3 separate regions of the Rattus norvegicus genome follow, and regions 2 and 3 are each linked to region 1. The links are chromatin contacts, called in public Hi-C maps. All regions are on one chromosome and are shown on one strand. Each heading gives the region's core, a stretch centred on a gene start, on an enhancer-like site or on the middle of the called end of the contact. The rest is flanking DNA. Distances are from core to core; before and after follow the strand shown.

Region 1 (4,371 bases), core at 720-3,219:
CACACACACATACATACACACACATAAACACACACACACACACACAGTCACTGTCTCCTAAGCATGGTACCAGAGGTTGACTTCTGACCTCTCTACATGTGCATTGACATACTTAGACACACATGTACACGAACACACAAAAGAAGAATAAAACCAGGGCTGGGGATGTGGCTAATGATAGAGTACTGACCTAGCATGGGACTCCCCAGCCCTCCCTTACCGGGCAGCCTGAATGGGTAGGCCACCCACCCCTAAGGTCTGAGGCCAGGTAATGACAGGCCTGGCTGCCCAGCCTGGCTAGACTAGCCAGGCAAGTGCCGAGCCCTACATGGCCTGGGGTGGAGGTGGCCGTGTTTCTAAGGAATTGAAAAAGACACTTTACTGCCTCGTGGCTGGAGTCCCAGGGCCAAGGCAGGATGGTACAGCGTGTGGAGGGAGAGAGGGGGGAGGGCTCAGAGAGGAGAAACAGGAACAGGGATGTAGTAGACTTAGTCACCCCAAAGACAGCTGTTAAATTACTTTCCCTGGAATTAGTTAATTTCCCTGGATTTCCCTCCCCATGAGGTGCTGGGGTGTGTCTCAGTGGTAGAGCACCAGCCCAGAATCCCTCCCTGAGGGTCTAGAGCACAGTTAAGCAATGGCCAAGGCCTTTGGCTCCTCCCCTGACATTACTCTGTATTTGCACAGGACCTTGGCCACTATCCCATGACCCCCATTTCTGTCACCAGTGACTATCAGCCTCACCCCTGGTCTCTAAAGGCTATATGTCTGTGCTGGCTTTGAGAGGTAGCCCTTCAGCCCCACACAGCTCCAGGACCCTCAAGCCTCTCTTATCCGATACCCTGGCTCTGTTTACCCTGCAGCCTCCCCAGGCTGAGAAACCTCAGTGTCAGCAAATTTTCCTAAGAACCTGCTGGGTATAGGCTGGGCCCTGGGCTAGTAGCCTTTCTAAAAGAGGCATTGGACTTAGCTCCCTGCTAAACTGCCAGAGCAGAATAAAAATAAAAAATAAAAATAAACAAGGCTCTGGGAGCTGATGTGACATCCCAAGCTGTAATGACCAGACCAGCATGGGAGATGCTCTTTGGTTTTCTGATTTTCGTTTGTCTCCCATATCTAAAGGCTTCTAAGAAGTTATAACCACTGAGCACATAACCAGCCCTTTCTATCTTTTTTGTTTGTTTGTTTATGTGTTGGCTTTTTGTTTGCTTGTTTTTGTTTTTGAGACAGAGTTTCTCTGTGTAACCCTGCCTGTCTTGGAACTCACTCTGTAAACCAGGCTGGTCAGACAGCTCACAGCTTCCTGTAACTTTGTGTGTGCACACACACATACACACACACACACACACACACACACACATATGTATATATATATATGTGTTCAGAATATATATATATATATTCAGAAAACAAATAAAACTCTGTCCTCTGAAAGAGCAGTACATTTTTTTAACCATCTTCTAGCCCCATTTATATTTTGAGACGGAGTTCCACTAAATTATCCTATACCCTAGGAAAGCCTTGAACTTTCGATTCTCTGCCTCAGTAGCCGGGTTAATAGGCCTCCATTACCAGGCCCAGCGTGGGTGGGTTTTGAACACCCTGACCATTTGTGGTTGGCAGGAGTAACTGGGCCAGGCATTGGGTTGATCGAAGAGCCGTGGGTAGGGCATCAAACAAAAGGAGCTAGGGAAGGAGAGAGTCTGTCCGAGGCAGGACCAGTCCTGACCTCCTGAATCAGCTCGCTAGCCCTGAGTGTGTCCAGTGGGCTGAGTAGGGGCGAGTTTGGGATCCTCCATGCCGCGTCCTCTTGGAACATGGGAGGCTATAGGATGAGCTCCCCGCACCGGTCACAAACCTGATGACGTCAGTTTGCAGAGAGAGAAGCTCGCTGTCTCTATGACACATGGAGAGGCTGAGAGAAACTAGCAGACTGACCACGAGACTCCCTGGTAGACAGCCAGTGAGTCAGCTGTGACAAGGACAAAACCCAAGGAGTCCAGGGATCAAAAGTCTAAATGACTGCAGCCCTGAGTGACTCAGAGGTTGTATTTCTCCTCCCTGTTTACAGGTGCAGAGGCCCAGCCTGCCCTCTGTCCTGCTCCGTACTTCAACTTATGACGTTGCCCCCAGCACGGAAAATACTCTCTCCTGCCACCCACGGATTCTTCCTGGGCCCTGAAAATCCAGCTTTAGCTTTGTGTTCATTTATATGGGCATATGTGTTTACACGTGTCCATGTTTGTCCATACGTGTCTGTGTGTGTGCACCAGTGTCCATATATGTGTTCGTGTGTGTGTGTGTGTGTGTGTGTGTGTGTGTGTGTGTGTGTGTGTGTGTGTGTGTGTGTGTGAGATGTCAATCTCAACTATCTTCCTCAATTGACCCCAGGAACCAAACCCAGGTCTTGAGGCTTAGGGGAAAGCCTCTTTACCTGTTAAGACCTTGCTGGCCCTTTGTTTTCATTTCACACGGGGGCTGGCTCGACCTGAGAGGTTTCCTCAGGCTTGAGAAGGAAGCCGGCTTACCTAAGGAGCCATTTTACCAGCCCACCTTGTTTGTTGAGACAGGGTCACTCCCTTTGACTTGGACTCCCTGATTGAGCTTAGAGAGCCCTGTGGATCTGTTTGTCCTACCTCCCCAGCGCAGTTATAAGCAGGAGTCGTCAAGTCCAGCATGGGTTCTGGGGATCCCAATTTGGGATTTCACATCTGTGCAGCAAATAGCTCACCCGCTGAGCCATCTCCCCAGCCTTCTCCCTTTGCCACCTGCACCTCACACTGGCCTAGGAAGCAGCTGCTCTGACTTCCTGCTGGCTCTCAGCTCCCAGGGAAGGGCACAACCCACTGCGACCTGCTGCATCCCCTGGGGACAGGAGGTGGAGCAGAGCCAAGAGCAGCCAAGCTTGTGGTTAGTTTTGAACTCTTTAATTATTCAATGTTCTTTTTATGCCAGGGCTTAACCGAGCGGGCTGGGATGTTTGAAGGCTTCCTAAAGGTTCCTCAGTTCCACCTTCCTGCCCTACCTCTCATCCTCCCCGACATTGTTCGCACACGCCCCTGCTTCTTTGCATACAAGATCCAGGGAGGTGGCCAACTGCCACAGGGCTACCTCTGCCTCTCTGGACCCCACACTACCATGTCCCACACAGCTAGGTGTATAGCACATGACCTCTGCGTTTCTCTCTGTCTGTCTTTTTCCCTCCTTCCCTTCTTGTCTGCCTGCTTTCCTTTATGTAGTGCCCTGACCCAGGGCTTTCTACTACTGGCAAGCACTCTACCACTACGCCACTCCCTCAGCCCCTCATTGGGGGATTCTAGGCAGGGGCTCTACCACTGAGCCACGCCCCCAGCCTCTCACTGGGGGATTCTAGGCAGGTACTCTACCACTGAGCCACACCCCCAGCCCCTCACTGGGGGATTCTAGGCAGGGGCTCTACCACTGAGCCACGCCCCCAGCCCTTCACTGGGGGATTCTAGGCAGGTGTTCTACCGCTGAGCCACGCCCCCAGCCCTTCACTGGGGGATTCTAGGCAGGTGCTCTACCACTGAGCCATGCTCCCAACTCCTTTTTGCTGAGTTTTTTTTTTTTTTCTTGTTACTGGAGTCTTTGGCTTTTTGTTATTGTTAAGACAGGGTCTCACTGTATAGCTCTGACTGACTGCCTCCCAGCGGCTGGGTGAAAGGTACGTGCCTCCATACCTGGCGCTGGGTTTTTGTCTGGTTAGAGTCAAGCTCACACTAGCCTAGCCTGGACTGTCATCCCAGTCGTTCTCATGCCTCTAACTCCTTCCTGTTACTCCCTCTCTGATAGAGTTACTTCTGGCCCAGGACATCAGGAAGCCCTTCTCCAGTCCCACCAGCCACAGCCAAGCGCTGGTTGCCATAGAAACCTCCATCCATGTGACTTCTTGGGACCTTGAGGTCAGTGGCTTTGCAGCCACTTTAAAAAAGGAACCTGGAAAGTCTGGAGAGACAGATGGGTCAGAGGTTAAGAGCACTTGTTGATCTTCCAGGGGACGCCCCCCAATTTGGTTCCTAACTCCCACATCTCAGCTCACAACTAGGTTGGAACTCCAGCTCCACCAGATCCATGGTCCTCTTCTGGTCCCCAAGGACACATGGCATACCCAGAGGCACATAAATAAAGCCTATCCAGGCTTGGTGGTGGACACCTTTGATCCCAGCACTTGGGAGGCAGAGGCAGGTGGATCTCTTGAGTTTGGGGTCAGCCTGGTCTACAGAACAAGTTCTAGGACAGCCAGGGATACACAGAAAAAATTCTGTCTTGAAAAAAAAACAAGGGTTGGAGAGATAGCTCAATGGTTAAGAGCACTGACTGCTCCTCCAGAGGTCCTGAGTTCAATTCCCA
Region 2 (4,371 bases), core at 717-3,216, 55 kb before region 1:
GAAAGAGGAGAAAGAGAGAGGACTAGAGAAATGACTCCGTAATTGAGAGTGCTCACTGCTGAAGCCAGGCAGTGGTGTTAACACCTTTACTCCCGGCACTCAGGAGGCAGAAGTAAGTGGGTCTCTGAGTTCTAGTCAAGCATAGTCTACAGAGTTCCAGGACAGCCAGGGCTACACAGAAAAAAGGAGGAGGATCACACTGGCAACAAGGAGGAAGAGGAAGAGAAAGAGGAGAAGGAAGAGTAGGAGGAGGAAGAGGAGGAGGGGGAATCGGGGGAGAGAAGGAGGAGAGGGAGGGAGAGGAGGAGGGGGAGGAGAAGGAGGGGAGGAGGGGAGGGAGGAGGAGAGAGTTCTTGCTGCTGAAGCATGAGGATATCCAGCCTCAGTGCCAACATCATAAGTCAGGGCAGGCATGGCCCAGTGCACACATGGCCCAGGGCATATATGGCCCAGTACATGCATGCAATCCCAGTACTGAAGGTGTTGTTGAAGACAGGAGGATCTCTGGGGCTTGCAAAACTGCCTAACAAAATAAAATTAACAAACAAATCTATCAGCTCCAAGTTCCATGGATCAAAGAAATAAAGGAGAGAGAGCGTCCTCCTCTGGTTTCCATGTGCACACACAGGCATTTGCACACATGTACATGCATCATACCTATACCCACAGACTAAGACACTGGAAAGACAGGAGAGAAAGAAAAGGAGGAAGCAGGGGAGGGAGAAGGGGAAGGGAAAGAAAGAAAAGGTGAAAGTAGGCCAATGAGATGGCTCAGCAGCTAAAGGCGCTTGCTGCCAAGCCTGACAACCTGAGTTCAATCCCCCCAGGACCCACACGGTGGAAGGGGAGAACTGACTTTCAACACACACACACACACACACACACACACACACACACAATACATATATATATATATATAATATATATATACACACACATATATATGGGAAAGAAAGAGCCAGGTGTAATGATGAGTATATCTTTAGTCTCAGCACAGGGGAGGCAGAGACAGGCAGATCTCTATGAGTTCAAGGCCACCCTGGTCTACATAGCAAGTACGGGGACACCAGGGCTACATAATAAGACCTTGTCTCAAATACACACACACACACACACACACACACACACACACACACACACACACAGGTATATGGGGAAGAGGGAAGAGAAGAGGGGTAGGGGAGGGGAAAGAGGTGAGATTGTGGGTAGACAGCCATGCCACAATACTCTGGAGTTAGCCCTTTACCCCTTGGGGGCTGGAAATGGCTGGCTCTCTACAGGTCCCCTATTCGCACCATGCTTACCAGCGCAGAGAGCTTCCCAACCTGCAGGAGAATTCTAGGAAGGCCAAATCTGACCCGGGGAGCGGCCTCCATGTCTGGCCTCCGTCCATTCCTCCAGCCAGGAGAGGCAGGGTGACCTCACAGATGCCACAGGGTGGGGGTCCAGTTGCCATGGGGACCCAGTTGCCACATGACACACTACCCTTTTCCACTGATCCCCTTACCTGCTCCTCTGAGCTCAAGTCTGGCTACAAGGTCATCACAGACCGGATAACTGATCCCTAGGATCAATTCTCTATCTACTCAGTTTATCTGCCAGACATGGGTGGTGGAGAGGTAGGGAGACGGGGATGTGGAGAAAGAAGGACAAAATGAAGGAGGGATGAGGAGAACAAATCTGTATGGACTTACCTTCCAGATCGGACCCTGAGGGTAGCAGATTTGCCATAGGAGAAGCCCCAGCTTAGCTTCCTCAACTGACACCCCATTATCCTCACCACCAGGCCTCTCTCCCTGTCCCTTCCCTGTCCCTTCCCTGTCCCCATCAGTTTCAGGCTGGAGAATGAGTGTGCAGTCTTGGAGTTTCTCCATTCAGAGAACCAGGAAGGACCAGCTGAGAGCACAAAGGAATCGGTGTATGCTCCCCTGCACCGCGCCAGGGGGCGCCATTCCGCTTCTCTCTCTGGAGAAGTATGATCTCATCCCCAGAGCAAGACCTAAAAGAGCTCCGAGCGGGTGCAGTACCGGGATGTGGTCGCGCGGGGGCAGAAGACACCGCAGGGGGGAGCAGGGCCCTTGGAAGGCACGTGAATGTTTCTCATTTTGCAAGGCTGATTTCCTGGTAGCAACCTCCTTGAGGCACCTGAGAGATCCTTGTGGATTTCCTGTCAATGCCTGGGTTACAAGAAGGAAACCAACCCGAGATAATGAGATGCAGAGTCTTCCCCTTATTTAGCTCTCTCATTATTTGTGCAGAACTGGGGATTGAGGCCAGGACTCTGCAAGCCACGCACCCTGCCAGGCCTCCATTTCTCTAGGTATCTGAGGCTAACTTCTGAGTCTTCTGCCCCACATGCTATTTCAAGTCTTTTAACGTGATTGTTTTTTAATTTATGCAACTTGAAAAGAGCCATTTTCAGCGAGATAAAAATAAAAGTTCCCATATGAATGTGCGTGGTGTCATATCGATGATTTTTGTAAACTCCAGAAAATAATGAAAGAACGAATTCGAAATAAAATAATGGAGCCAGGCACGGTGGCACATGCCTTTAATACCAACAGTTGTGAGGCAAGAGGCAAAGGGGACCTCTGGGTTTAAGACCAGCTTGGTCTACGTTGTGAGTTCCAGGACAGCCAAGGTACGCAGAGAGACCCTGTCTTGAAATAACGAGAGGGGAGGAGAGACAGAGACAGAGACAGAGATCCTGTCTCAAAAAGAAAGAGAGGAAAGAAGGAATCAAATACCAGGTCAGGAGGTAAAGCACTTGCTGTCAGGACTATTGACTTGCATTTGAACCCAGACTGGAGACACACATGGTTTAAGGAGAGAAGCAACTGCTGAAATTTGGAGGTGGTGAATAAAGTATATGGCTAGCATGTGCAAGAGACTGAGTTTCACTCCAATATGGAGAAAGAAAGAAAGAAAGAAAGAAAGAAAGAAAGAAAGAAAGAAAGAAAGAAAGAAAGAAAGAAAGAAGGGAGGGAGGGAGGGAAGGAGGGAGGGGGAGGGAGGGAGGGAGGAAAGGGTGGGGGAGAGGGAAGGAGGGAGAGATATCAGAGGTCAAGGTTAAAGTACTTAATACCAACCACTTTAGCTCCATCCGCAGAACCCACATGTTGGAAAAATAAAAACTACTGCCCCAAGATGCCCTCTCATCTCCACAGGCAAGACCACAGCAAGAAAGAAGAAAAATGAAAAGAAAAGAAGGAGGGAGGGAGGGAGGGAGGAAAGCTTAAAATCTTTTTTTAAGGCAAAGGGCCTGATGGAGCGTGGGCAAAGATAGTTAACAACAAAAGGAACGGAAAGAACCACCCATGAGGTTTGTGCAAAGATGGTCAAATCTCAAATCGTGTTAGCAATCGGGGGTGGGGGTGGGGGTGGGGATGTGAATCAAAGGCACCCTGAGATGCTATCTCCCCTTCCTTAGCAAAAACAAAAGAGTCAGGAGCACATCATGCACCAGTGACTTTAGGGGGCAAATATAAATTCATGCAGAGCCCAGAGCCTGATGCAGGATCTCCAAGATTCATACAGGATATGACCATACAAAGCTGCCCATAAAACACATGGGCAGCTAAAACTAGAAATAGACAAATAGCTGAATGGTTGGTTCAGCGGTAGAGCCCCTGCCTAGAATCCCCCAGTGAGGGGCTGGGGGCGTGGCTCAGCGGTAGAGCCCCTGCCTAGAATCCCCCAGTGAGGGGCTGGGGGCGTGGCTCAGTGGTAGAGCCCCTGCCTAGATTACCATTTATGTGCTCTCATTTCAACGATCCTACTTCACAAAGGCAAAAGGGCTCCTTTCAGAAACAAAGATAAGTGCAAAACTGCAGACAGGTCTTCCCATCAGTAAAGAGAGGGATAAATAAAATTGGAAACTCCTCTGAGGGGTGACTCAAGGTTGGCCGGAATAAATGAAATCTGTATGGGTTGGCGTGGAGAGGTCTGGAAAAGAAGGTTAAGTGCAAAGAGAAAGCTCCCCAGAGCTGTGTGTAGCGTGACAGCATTCATGTATGTTCCCCAAATCTCTATGAAATACTACGTATATCGTTCTGGACATGCAGGTAAATATATCAAAGACTCAGCTGAATGTGATGGCACCTACCTGTGTTACCAGCCCCCGAGAGACTGAGGCAAGGGGATTGGTGAGTTCCCAGCCAGACTGGGATACCCTGGTGACCCTGTCAAAGTCTTTATTTTTAATTATTAATATTATGATGTCTTAGTTACTGTTCTATTGCTGTGATAAGATGCCATGACCAAGGCAGCTTATCCCAGAAAGCTTTGAATTGGAGGCTTGCTAATAGTTTCTAAGGATTAATGTATAACCATCATAGCAGGGAGCATGGTGGGTAGTAGGCAGGCATGGTG
Region 3 (4,371 bases), core at 1,025-3,524, 38 kb before region 1:
GGAGGAACAGCTCAGTAACCAGTCGGGTTGATTACAGTCCCGAGTGCTGGAATGCATAGCCAGGGAGACCACCCCCACCTCAGCCTGAGCCCCAAGGTCCTTCTCCATTCGTGTGACACTCCAAGGTTACTCTCTACACCTTCCCAAGCAGAGGGAGCTTTCTTCTGCCGAGCTGCTCGCTCTTTCACTGGTCTTAACTGCACAGCCTAGGAGACCCCTCCCTGCCCACGCGACAGACGCTCCAAGGTCACCCCTTGTCCCACCCCCCTCCCACCAAGAAAGCCCCCATCCCCTACCCAGTCTCCATCCCCATGCTGAATACTCGGTGATAATTCTCGCTGGGCCTGACGTTAGCCCAAGACTGGACACACCTCACCTCCTCCATGCGCTCAGCACCCTGCAGAGATGGCTTGGTGTGCCTCATCCCAACCCGTGTCCATCACTGGTACTAGATTGATTCAAGGAAGATCTGAGTCCACAACATATAAAGGGGTCATCCTCCTTCTCCACCCCACACATAGGGACCGACCATGAAGTAGTGATGGTGGGTACGCTCAGAGACAGTCAGGTTACCTACAGTGCTCTACTCAGGGGAATGTTAATTTTGTTAACTCTGGAATCACTATGGACACAAACCTCTTAGCAGGCCTGTGAGGAAGTTTCTATAGTAACTTAACTGAGGTGGGAAGACCCACCCTGATTGTGCTTGACACCTTCCCCGTGGGGACCGGGTCCCAGACTGAATAAAAAGAAGAAAGCCATCTGACACCCACATCCTTCTCTCGCTGCTTCCTGACCCTGGATGCAACGTGAGCAGCCGCCTCAGGCTCCTGCTGCCGTGCCTTCCCCACCATTACGGTCTGAGCTCTGGCACTACACGCTGAGTAAACCCATCCTTCCTTAAATTGCTTTGCCAACTATTCTGTCACAGTAATGAAGACACCTGGGTTTCTGGAAGTCACCATGGGCGTAGAACTGTCCATGCTGCCCTCACACGGGCACCTCTCCCATCTCCTACCAGTCACAGCTTCCAAGTGTCTGGGACAAGGACCAGTGGAACGCTCCAGCTCAGGTAAGCATCAGTTAGCAAGCAATTCTGTAGATGACATTTATTTAGAGAGGAGCCTGATGTGACGAACAGTGCATTGAATTCCCAGGGTTGTCGAGCATCCCAACCACAGCAAAGCAATCCAGAGTCCCCTCGTGGGTTGAGGTTCCTGGTCCCGCGTGATCAGTAACTGGACGGTTTCCTAGGACAACAGCTCTCTGTGACTTTCGGTGACAATTGAAAGCCTTAGGAAGGTGTCAAAATGAGTCAAAAAAAAAAAATTCCCTAGGACCACCAGCCGCCAGCCAGACTCAGTCAGTGATCCTCGCAGGACCGTCCTGAAGGGTCACAGGAAATGCTGAGGTCAATCCAAGAGCAAACAGACACCCGGAAAAATAGGTGTCAGGCTTACTGAATAGTCAGTGGTTCTCATGGCCCCTTTGACAAACTTCTATCTCCAAAAATATTTACTTTACATTACGGCTCATGAAGTTAGCAAAATTATAGCTGTGAAATAGCAAGCAGAAATAATTTTATGGTTGGGGGTCGCCACAACATGAGGAACTGCATTAGAGGGTCGCCGCATTAGGAGGGTTGAGACCACTGTTACAGACGATGCTGGAGCTGGCCGCTTGGTACCTGACTGAGTGACGGCGGTCAGTGAGGGGTGAGCAGTTGCAGGAGAGCAAGGGTCCTCCTAGAAGCAGCAATCCTGAGCTGGCCCAGCCAATGTAGAGGACAGCACCCATCTTTCCCTTCTGCACGGAGGGGATCAGCCGGCTGGAGAATCCTTGCATGATGTCGTGTGTTACCCAGGACACAGACACCGTCACTAGCAGGCCAGCCAGCAGGCACAATGCCCCTGCCCCCATCCTGATCTTGGCTTTGGTGTTCTCCTCCTCCACACACTTCAAACACTTGCTCCGGACCACGCACAGAAGCAAACCCAGTCCAGCTGTGATGATACACGTGACCATGAGGACCCGAGACTTCTGCCAAGACTCAGGACGTCCCAGCAGGGAGTCATAGGCCTTGCACTGAGTCTGGTGACCCTCTTGTGCCACACAGGACTTCCACAAGCCCTTCCAGATAGTTGACTGTCTGATGATGTCACTACCAGAAAATTCTATCACCTGCCAGTTGGGCAGAAGACAGCTCAGTATGGCTCACACCCTGCCCTTTGTGACCAGAAAGACGCCCACCGCCTGCTGCCCTAGGGAAGCCATAGCACGGTTTGTGCTGAGCAGTGGAAGTCCGTCTGAGCTGCTGCTGTCTCCAGAGACTGAAATGGACAGGGCGACAAGTTTGCCCACAGAATGTCCTTCCTGCCAGGCAGTGGATCTCGGTGACTCTGAGGCCAGCCTGGTTCCCAGTGTGAGTTTCAGGACAGCCAGGTTTTGAAAACCAAGGGGGAAAAAAAGAACTTCCTTCCTGTCAGCAGGGGGCAGGAGGGAGGCCAGAGCTTCATTTCCCTTGCTGGTCACCAGCATGCTAACCTTTCTCTGATTATCTGAGACCAAGCTAACAAAGACATTCCAAGGTGCAAGAGTCACCATCCTGTATCAAGTAACCACTCTTGGGGCTAGTGATGTGGTTCAGTGGGTAGAGTAACTCCCTAGCATGGATCTAAAGCTCTTATCTTATCCCCGGGATTGCGAAGCCAGCTGTGGTGGCCACGCCCTGTAGTGCCAGCATTCAGGAGTGAAGCCCAGGGATCAGGAGTTTAAATTCATCCTCAGATACATAGAGTAAGGCCACCCTGGGCTACATAAGACACAGTCTCAGGAGAGAGAAGACAGAGGGCGCTGAGGGGAGGGTGGCAGACAGGCTGGTAGACTTCTTTCTCACAGTGAACTCAGGAATGGATACTCAAGGCATCTCCAGACACTCACATGTGGGGTGAAGAGGTGGGGTCAGAACGTCTCAGCCAGGTTCAGGACTTAAGACAGGAGTCAGCATTCCCTCATTCCTCATCATCACAGGCTTCAGGAGGAAGAACCATGGAGCCAAGCAATGGTGGCACACGCCTTCAATCCCAGTGATCGTGAGGCAGTGGCAGGTGGATCCCTGAGTTCGAGACCAGCCTGGTCTACAGAGTTCCAGGACAGCCAGGCCTACACAGAGAAACCCTGTCTCAAAACAAGGAAGGGGGTTGGGGATTTAGCTCAGTGGTAGAGTGCTTGCCTAGGAAGCGCAAGGCCCTGGGTTCGGTCCCCAGCTCCGAAAAAAAGAACCAACCAAAAAAAAAAAAAAAAAAAAAACAAGGAAGGAAGGAAGGAAGGAAACATAGAGAGCCTTGAAGCCTTGCAGGAGACTCTGAGGACTCAGGTTTTTGTTTTGGTTTTTTTTGTTTGTTTGTTTGTTTTTGGTTTTTTTTTTTTGTTTTTTTTTTGTTTTTCTCCGGAGCTGAGGATCGAACCTAGGGCCTTGCACTTGCTAGGCAAGCGCTCTACCAAGGACTCAGGTTTTTGATCCTGAAGAAAGACTCCAATAGATGTGCTGGCAAGTAAGAGCAAGCAGGTGAAAAAGAGGGAACCCGCCTTCTTCCATTGTCCTTGTGAAGGCCTCCAGCATAAGGTGTGGCCCAGAGCAAAGGTGTGTACCACCACACCTGGACTTAAGCAATTCTTTACTAGGAACTTGCTCTATCCTAGGCTGGCCTTGAACTCAGAGCTCTGCTTGCCTCTGTCTCCTGGGACTGAAGGTGTGTTTCCCCTTGCCTGGGCCTAAGCATATGTGACCACCTCCTCTCATCAAGCTCCGGGTCAGAAGCCTCTGTCTTCCAGCCTCAGGATCTGGATCACAGGTGTGGCCTCCATTTCTGGATTGTGATTTATTCCAAATAGAGTCAGATTGACAACTGGGAATGACCCCCGCAGTGACCCCTAGGCTCAGGAAATCCTACCTCCACTTCCTTCTCTGTGGCAAGATGACAGGGCAACCACTTCCCAGTTTGAGACAGATGTAGAGAGGGGAATTTGACAATGGCCTGTGACACACACAATGAGAGACCAGGAAGAGAAGGACAGAGGAAGTCCATGGGAAAAAAAACAAAACAAAACAAAAGCCCTTTTCTGCTCTGCACCCATGCACCAGGCCATGTAAGGCTCAGAGGCTCACCCCAGCCTAGAATCCATGCTCACATCCTGCGTGCCGTGCCTTACCCTGACCCCGACAGCCTAGGAAAGGGACAGTCACAACATGCTTCCCACTGGAGCTACCTTCTGTGTGGGGTTGGGAAGGGTGTTCTTGGGGTCACGGAGGCTGTGGTGGGGTAGATGAGCTCACCAAGCCCTGCTGGTCTAGCACCGGCCTTCACTTCA

The links. A called contact is a pair of places that touch in the nucleus more often than the background predicts.
Region 2: a contact with region 1 is called in a Hi-C map of kidney, with 2.5 times the contacts expected there. The contact joins the promoter of Tmem270 here to the enhancer-like site in region 1. A contact is called at or near these places in 11 of 12 Hi-C or Micro-C datasets (the A7r5 cell line, the Rat2 cell line, Schwann cells and 7 more).
Region 3: a Hi-C map of the A7r5 cell line shows a contact between it and region 1, with 1.8 times the contacts expected there. The contact joins the promoter of LOC103691506 here to the enhancer-like site in region 1. A contact is called at or near these places in 8 of 12 Hi-C or Micro-C datasets (the A7r5 cell line, the Rat2 cell line, frontal cortex and 4 more).

The regions. Positions count from the first base shown.
Region 1 is chr12:27,372,304-27,376,674 of GRCr8, reverse strand. No RefSeq gene overlaps it. Among named protein-coding and RNA genes, the nearest start is that of Cldn4, 14 kb to the left of the region's middle. Within about 2 kb of position 1,969, at least 9 of the 93 cell types and tissues checked have an H3K27ac peak or open chromatin away from gene starts, as enhancers often do. A contact at or near this core is called in the A7r5 cell line and kidney, where this site is marked.
Region 2 is chr12:27,427,687-27,432,057 of GRCr8, reverse strand. Tmem270 (transmembrane protein 270) reads right to left here and starts at 1,966. Exons shown (of 3, transcript XM_006249213.5): 1 at 1,695-1,966. The coding sequence starts at 1,874. LOC120095920 (a long non-coding RNA gene) reads left to right here. Exons shown (of 4, transcript XR_010056500.1): 3 at 1-1,619; 4 at 1,832-2,454.
Region 3 is chr12:27,410,489-27,414,859 of GRCr8, reverse strand. It overlaps LOC103691506 (claudin-4-like), which reads right to left and starts at 2,274. Exons shown (of 2, transcript XM_008769186.1): 1 at 2,251-2,274; 2 at 1,618-2,181. The coding sequence starts at 2,274. The coding sequence ends at 1,618.